Linked DNA regions of Ovis aries: region 1 is linked to region 2. Evidence: chromatin contacts called from public Hi-C data. All regions are on one chromosome and are shown on one strand. Each heading gives the region's core, a stretch centred on a gene start, on an enhancer-like site or on the middle of the called end of the contact. The rest is flanking DNA. Distances are from core to core; before and after follow the strand shown. Region 1 holds the start of ARHGEF40 (Rho guanine nucleotide exchange factor 40). Region 2 overlaps LOC132660173 (a long non-coding RNA gene).

Region 1 (3,023 bases), core at 73-2,572, 58 kb before region 2:
CGCAGTGGTACCTGCATTCACGTCCGTCTCTGGGGTCTATTTGGCTCTCCTAGCTTCTCAAATGCCCACTCTTTAGAAGTGCCCCTGCCCACCCCTACACGGCTTCCAGGTGCCTGCTCAAAGGAGGGGCAAAAAGCATCTCCTTGCTATGCCTAAGTCTCCTCTGAGCCTCCTGGGGGACCCTCGCCAGGGCTTCATTTGCCATCCAGACGAGGTGGAGGATGGGTGAGACTAGAACTTTCTTAACTAGCCTACCCCCTTTGTCTACTGCGTCAGATTGCCATCCCCGCCACCAAGAGCTCTAGCGGCCCCAGGAGACTCCGTTTCGCCACCCCCAAAGAAGGAAGGGTCTGGAATCCGGAGGTGGGGCTGCTGAACGGCGTCTGGTGCCTTGCCTCGGCTAGCTAAGGGAGAGGATGAGGGATTCAGAGGGGAAGGGGCAGCGAGGAAAGAACTCAGAAAACGTCCGTCTCGGCAGGCGGATCCTGATCCCGGGACTCTGAGCGCATTCAGCCTCGACGTCCAATCCTCCTCCCCAAGCCTTCTCCGCTCCCTAACTCCCCCCCGCCCCCGCCCTCCCCAGACCGCACAGAGGAGTCCATTGTCGGAGCCCGAAGGCTCGAGGCCGGAGGGGATGGGAGGGGAAGGAGGAGGGCAGGCAAGCCCCTGGAGAGTGGGAGGAATCCCCTGATTTTCCTGCCCCCAGCTCCGAGGGAAGCTAGCAGGGGCTGGGGGGGGGGGGGGGGTACGGGGGGGCGCTGTGTGTGTGTGTGTGTGTGTGTTGGGCGGGGTGGGGGTGGGGGGGTTCTCTTCTGAGCTCCAGGTGCTGCCAGTGCTGCCAAAGTCTGGCAACCGAGGGGAGAAGAGGTTCCCAGGCGAGTTAGACTCAGGAGGCTTCCGGCCACCAAATGACCCAGTCCTAGGCTGGGGACCCAGGGAATTCACGCACGCCCCAGTGTCTGGACTGTCCCTTGCGGAGACTAAACTGATCGCCTAGGGAGCTAGGCGGAGGCGGGAAAAGGGCATCTTCGGCGGGACGGGCCTCCGAGGGTCAGGGTCGGGGAGACCGGCTGGAGGGCGGGGCGGAGGAGGAACAGGGTTGCGGGAGAGCCGGGCAGATCGGCTGGGGGCGTGGAGGGGAGCGGCCAGAGGCCCGGCGCGGGAGCGGGCGTCCCAGCAGGGGGTCGGACGCGGAGGCAGAGGCGGGCACTGCAGGGCGGGGCGAGGAGGGGCGGCCGTCTCGACCCTCCCTGGTGGGGCCCCGCGGCCTGGGAGCCCGAGCGGGCCGAGCCGCCACCGCGGCCGGAGCTGTCCCCTAGCCAGACCCGGCGAGACGCGAGCGGCGGGAGGGAGGCGGCGGCGCGCCCGGCCCCGCCCGCCGGCCCGAGCGTCGGACGCGGCCGCGAGCCGAGCCATGGTGAGTCCCGCGTCGCCACCCGGTGTCCCCTCCGCTTTCTCACCGTCCTCTGCGGATCGCCAGCCCCCAGCTGGGTGCCTCCTGCTCCAGCTTGGAACTCTTGAGCGCTCCTGGGACTCTCCTTCCTCCCATCCCCCCCTTCTTTTCTTTGATCTGCCTGTCTGCCCCACTGACTCTGACCCCACTGGGTATTGCCCTCACTCCTTTCTTCCCCTCTTCTTCGCGCCCTCCCCCAACCTCCCTTAGGTCTCTCCCCCTAATCCACATACCTCCCCTCGCCCTCCTCTGTCCTGACTTGTGCTTTCCTTTGCAGGATCTTCCCTCCCCCTCCTGGTCCCAACTCCTTACCCGCGGGAGACCCCTGCGGGTTCGTGCTGCAGCGGCCCTGGAGGGGGGCCCGGCCTTGGGTCATGAGAAATGACCTGCCTGGAACCACCATTTTCCATCCCGGGCCCCACCCCGGGCCCACCCATCCGGCCCTGGGGGACCGGCCACAGCTGCGGCTGGGTTGGGGCCCGGGACCTCGTCAAAAAGGGAAATTCCCGTGGAGAAAGAGATGCTGCCTCAGAGTAGTGGACAGAGTGGGGAGGGGGCCCACAGTGCCAGGGGGCGTAACGATGCCAGAGCCGACCCGAAATGCGATGGGGGGAGGAGTGCCCTAGAGCTCCCGCTGCTGGGAAGCGAAGCACTGTCTCGGAGCATTCCCGCTGCAGCGGGTTGGGGACCCTGGCAGCAGCAACTCGAGGACACAGGAAGCAGGAGGGCGCTGCTAGGGGACGGCCGTGCCTATAGGAGTGGACATGGTCCTGTGAACTTTCACTCCAAAAGTACTCTCTAAAGAGTCATTGCAGGTGTGGGCACTGCCAGGGAGAGCGCCCACTGCGGAGGGATGAGGGGGTGCACGGCCATAGGGGCGCTCACAGCACGATGTGGAGGAGGGGGAGAGGCCCTGCCATGGGGCGCTCACAGCAGGGAGTGGAGGAGGGGTAGGAGCACCACCGGGGTTATTCCTCTACAGAAGGAAGGGCAGCCCCTGGCAGGGAGACTGGAACAAGAAGAAAGAGGAACTGGGCCAGGGAGAGCTGACTCAGTCTGCTCTCCTCTTTGGTCCGGGCCGGCTGGAGGCCGGGTCGCTGAGCTCCTGCCCGCCCTTTCCCACCCCAGACCCCTCCTCCCCTCCTGCCGCTGCTGTTTCCTGTGGCTGAGACTCTCACTCAGCCATGAGCTCACCGCCCCTAATGGGTTGCAGCTGCCTCGCCGCTCCAGCTCTAGCTCCCCCTTCCAGGCCTCCGAGGGGACAGCCCACTCTGCCTCACCCCGCCCATCCCCACCCTCCCCCACCCACGCTCCCGGAGCTGGCCGGGTCCCCGGAACACTGGGGGGTCTGTCTGCTCGCCCACACACCTTGGGGCCGGGTCTCGGTGCTGACGCACTGACTGTCGGTCTCTGGAGTGGCTGCCTCGCTTCTCTGATTGTCGGGACAGGCTTGTAACAGGCTGGAAAGACTCAATGTAAAGTATGCAGTTTTATCCTCAGGGCAGAGCCGGCGGAGTAGGGGGTGGGGAGGGCAATGCGGAGTAGAGAACTAAGTAAACACTTCAATTCG
Region 2 (3,507 bases), core at 340-2,839:
ATCTGAAATATCTAGAATAGGCAAATCCACGGAAACAAAAGGCATATTAATGGTTGCCATGGGCTAGGAAGAAAGAATGGGACAAGACTGCGAAATGGCCATGGGGTTTCCTTTTGTGATGCTGAAAGTGTTCTGGTACTAGATAGTGGTAATGATTGCAGAACACTGTGAATGTATTAAATGCCACTGAATTGTATACTTTAAAATAGTTAAAATAGTGAAGTATATGTTATGTGAATTTTACCACAATAAAAAAAAAGCACATTACAAAACAGTAGGTATAGTTTTTGTTTTTCTGAAGTATATGCATATGAAAAAATGTGTAGAAAGATAGGGACGCCTCTGGTGGTCCAGTGGTTAAGAATTGCCTTCCAGTGCTGGGGATACAGGTCTGATCCCTAAACAGTTTCTGATCAGTCTCTCTGTCTTGCCTAACTCTTTGCGACTCCATGGAGCCTGCCAGGCTCCTCTGTCCTTCACTATCTCCCTGAGATTGCTCAAACTTATGTCCATTGAGTTGGTGATGCCATCCAACCATCTCATCCTCTGTCACCCCCTTCCCCTCCTGCCCTCAATCTTTCCCAGCATCAGGGTCTTTTCCAATGAGTCAGCTCTTCACATTAGATGGCCAAAGTATTGGAGCTTCAGCTTCAGCATCAGTCCTCTCAAGGAATATTCAGGGTTGATTTCCCTTAGGATTGGCTGGTTTGATCTCCTTGTAGTCCAAGCGAGTCTCAAGAGTCTTCTCCAGGCCTATGGTTCAAAAACATCAATTCTTCAGCACTCAGCCTTCCTTATTATCTGGCTCTCATATCTATACATGACTACTGGAAAAACCGTAGCTTATACACACACAAACACCCATATGTATATATAAGACCTCCATAATCTGGGTTTAAAATATTATTTTAAAGTTTTCCTGGAGGATACAGGAGCATCGTGTAGTGTGAGAAGCTCCCTTTGTCTCACACCTTCAGTTTACAACTAGTAAAACATCCCTGACTCAAGAAAAGCTCCCAACCCAACACACCAGGATGCTAGAGAGATCCATACATCTGTACATGTGAAGGTGGGTGGATTGGAACACAGAGGAGGTGGAAGGTGGGGAAAGAGCAGAGGCAGTGCCCAGGATCCCAGCCCCTTGGTCACAGCAGCCGAGCCCAGCAAACAGCGGAGCAGGAGGAGGGGTAGCAGACACAACTTCAGCATCTCTGCTGAACAGGAAACAGGGCAGCGGCACTGGTGGGCCGAGACAGTCCCTCCAACTGTGGTGACGCCTACAACTCCCTGTGGTCCCCTGCCCTTGCCTACTGCAGCAGTTACTGCAAACCAGACAACCCCAGACACGGTGGAGACAATCCCTGACCTTGGCTCCCCCAGCTCTCCCACTCCTCTCTCATCACAGTGGCAATGTTTGCAAACCAGACAACTTTGGACAAAATAAAGGTTCCTGCCGTCCCAGTGCCCCTGGTGGTGACACCAGTAACACCAGTGTTGCCAGCAGCACCAAGGCACTAGGAACCCCAGAGGCACAGGCAGCTATGACAAGGGCAGCAGCGACACCTTTGGCAAAAGTAATGGAAGATGGAAAGTGCTAATTCTCAAATCTAGGCAGCAGCTCTGGTAAGAAAAACCAAAAACTTGTGCTATAGCACCACCTACCGATAAGCAAAAGAAAGGCCTTCTAGTGACTGGTCTGTTAAATTGTTAAAAGTAAACAAAACTACTTAAATAAGAAAAATGTTCACTATTTCAAATGTGCTGGCAGAGGATCGGTTCATCTTGCATCATAAAAAGACATGATAACACAGTATCAAAAAAAGAAAGTGACAAGTCCACAGAACTGAAACAAAATTATAGAAGCCTTCTAATCCAACTGTTAAAGAATTCAAAAATAGCTGTCATGAAGAAATTAAATGAGCTACAAGAAAATACAGAAGACAGCTCAATGACCTCGGGAATAGAATCAAGGAACAGAAGGAATATTTTACCGAAGAGAATGAAACTCTAAAAAAGAACCAAGTAGAAATTGTGGAGATGAAGAGCTCAATAAATGAGATGAAGAATGCATTAGAAAGCACTGAAAACAGAGAAGGCCCTATAGAAGAGATAATTCACAGACTCAAAGATGGAAATCTAGAAATGACTCATGTAGAAGAGGAGATAATAAAACTAAGTTTTGTTTTGTTTTCAATGAAGAAACTATGAGAACTATCTACATTAGGAAAGGCAACATAAAGATAATGGGTATCCCAGAAGAAAGGAGGAAGAGGGAGCAAAGAACTTTTAAAGAAATAATAACAGAATTTTCCAAACCTGGGGAAGGAAATGGATGTATACATTCATGAAGCTAGTATAACATCTAATTATATCAGTGCAGAAAAACCTTTTCCAAGACATATTATATTAAAGCTGTCAAAAGTCAGTGACAAAGAAAAAACTTAAAAGACATCGAGGGAAAAAAGAGTAACCTACAAAGGTACCTCAGTAGGCTATCAGCATATTTCTCAGTAAAACCTCTACAGGCTGTAAGACAGCAAAATGACATACTCAAAATACTGAAAGATGGAAACTTTCAGCCAATAATAACTTCAGCAAAGTTATTATTCAGATATGAAGGAGGAATAAAGGCTTTCCTAGACCAACAAAAGCTGAGAGAGTTCATCACAACTAGATCTATTTACAAGGAATGTTGAAGGGAGCTTTTAAACCTGCAACAAAAAGACAAAAGTACACAAAACTTTGAGTAAGGTGATGAATAGACAGAAGCAGAAAAATGAGAACTCTGTATCAGAATACTGTTAAACAATACAGTATAAAGTTTAAAGGGCAAAAAGTATTTAAAATTACTATAGCTTCTTCAATTTGCTAGTGAATTCATGATATAAAGAAGGATAATTTGTGACAATAAAAACATGGAAGGGAAGAAGAAAAAGACAAACCTATATAGACACATGAAGACAAGATGCTATCACCAGAAAAAGAAAATATATTCCTAAAAAGGACTATTTTATCTATGAGATATTTTATACAAACCTCATAGTAACCACACACACACACACACACACACACACACACACACACACACACAAAATTGGAGCAGAGACATGAAACATGAATAAGAGGAAACAGAAAAACATCATAGAAAACCACCAAACCAAAGTAACAGACAGAAACACAAGGGAAAAGAAACAATGGAGATAAAGAGGAACTAGAAAACAGAAGATTAAATGACAGGACTAAGTCCTCATCTATCAATACTCATCTTAAATGCAAATGGATTGAATTCACTAAGTAAAGGATACAGAGTGGCTGGATGGATTAAAAAACAAGACCCAACTATAGACTGCCTTTGGGAGACTTAGCTCTAAAGACCAACATAGGCTCAAAGTGAAGGGATGGAAGATGATACACCAATCAAATGGCAGCCAAAATAAAGCAGGTACAACCACTACTCATATCAGATAAAATAGACTTTAAGAAAATAAAGTAATAAGAGACAAAGAT

The links. A called contact is a pair of places that touch in the nucleus more often than the background predicts.
Region 1: a Hi-C map of liver shows a contact between it and region 2, with 4 times the contacts expected there. The contact joins the promoter of ARHGEF40 here to the enhancer-like site in region 2. A contact is called at or near these places in 3 of 16 Hi-C or Micro-C datasets (liver, muscle and tail adipose tissue).

The regions. Positions count from the first base shown.
Region 1 is chr7:24,362,285-24,365,307 of ARS-UI_Ramb_v3.0, reverse strand. ARHGEF40 (Rho guanine nucleotide exchange factor 40) reads left to right here and starts at 1,322. Exons shown (of 23, transcript XM_027970088.2): 1 at 1,322-1,417. The coding sequence starts at 1,415. It overlaps RNASE13 (ribonuclease A family member 13 (inactive)), which reads right to left and starts at 2,544. Exons shown (of 6, transcript XM_060419023.1): 1 at 1,766-2,544.
Region 2 is chr7:24,304,018-24,307,524 of ARS-UI_Ramb_v3.0, reverse strand. All of the region lies in intron 2 of LOC132660173 (a long non-coding RNA gene), which reads left to right. Among named protein-coding and RNA genes, the nearest start is that of ZNF219, 21 kb to the left of the region's middle. Within about 2 kb of position 1,589, at least 8 of the 54 cell types and tissues checked have an H3K27ac peak or open chromatin away from gene starts, as enhancers often do. A contact at or near this core is called in liver, where this site is marked.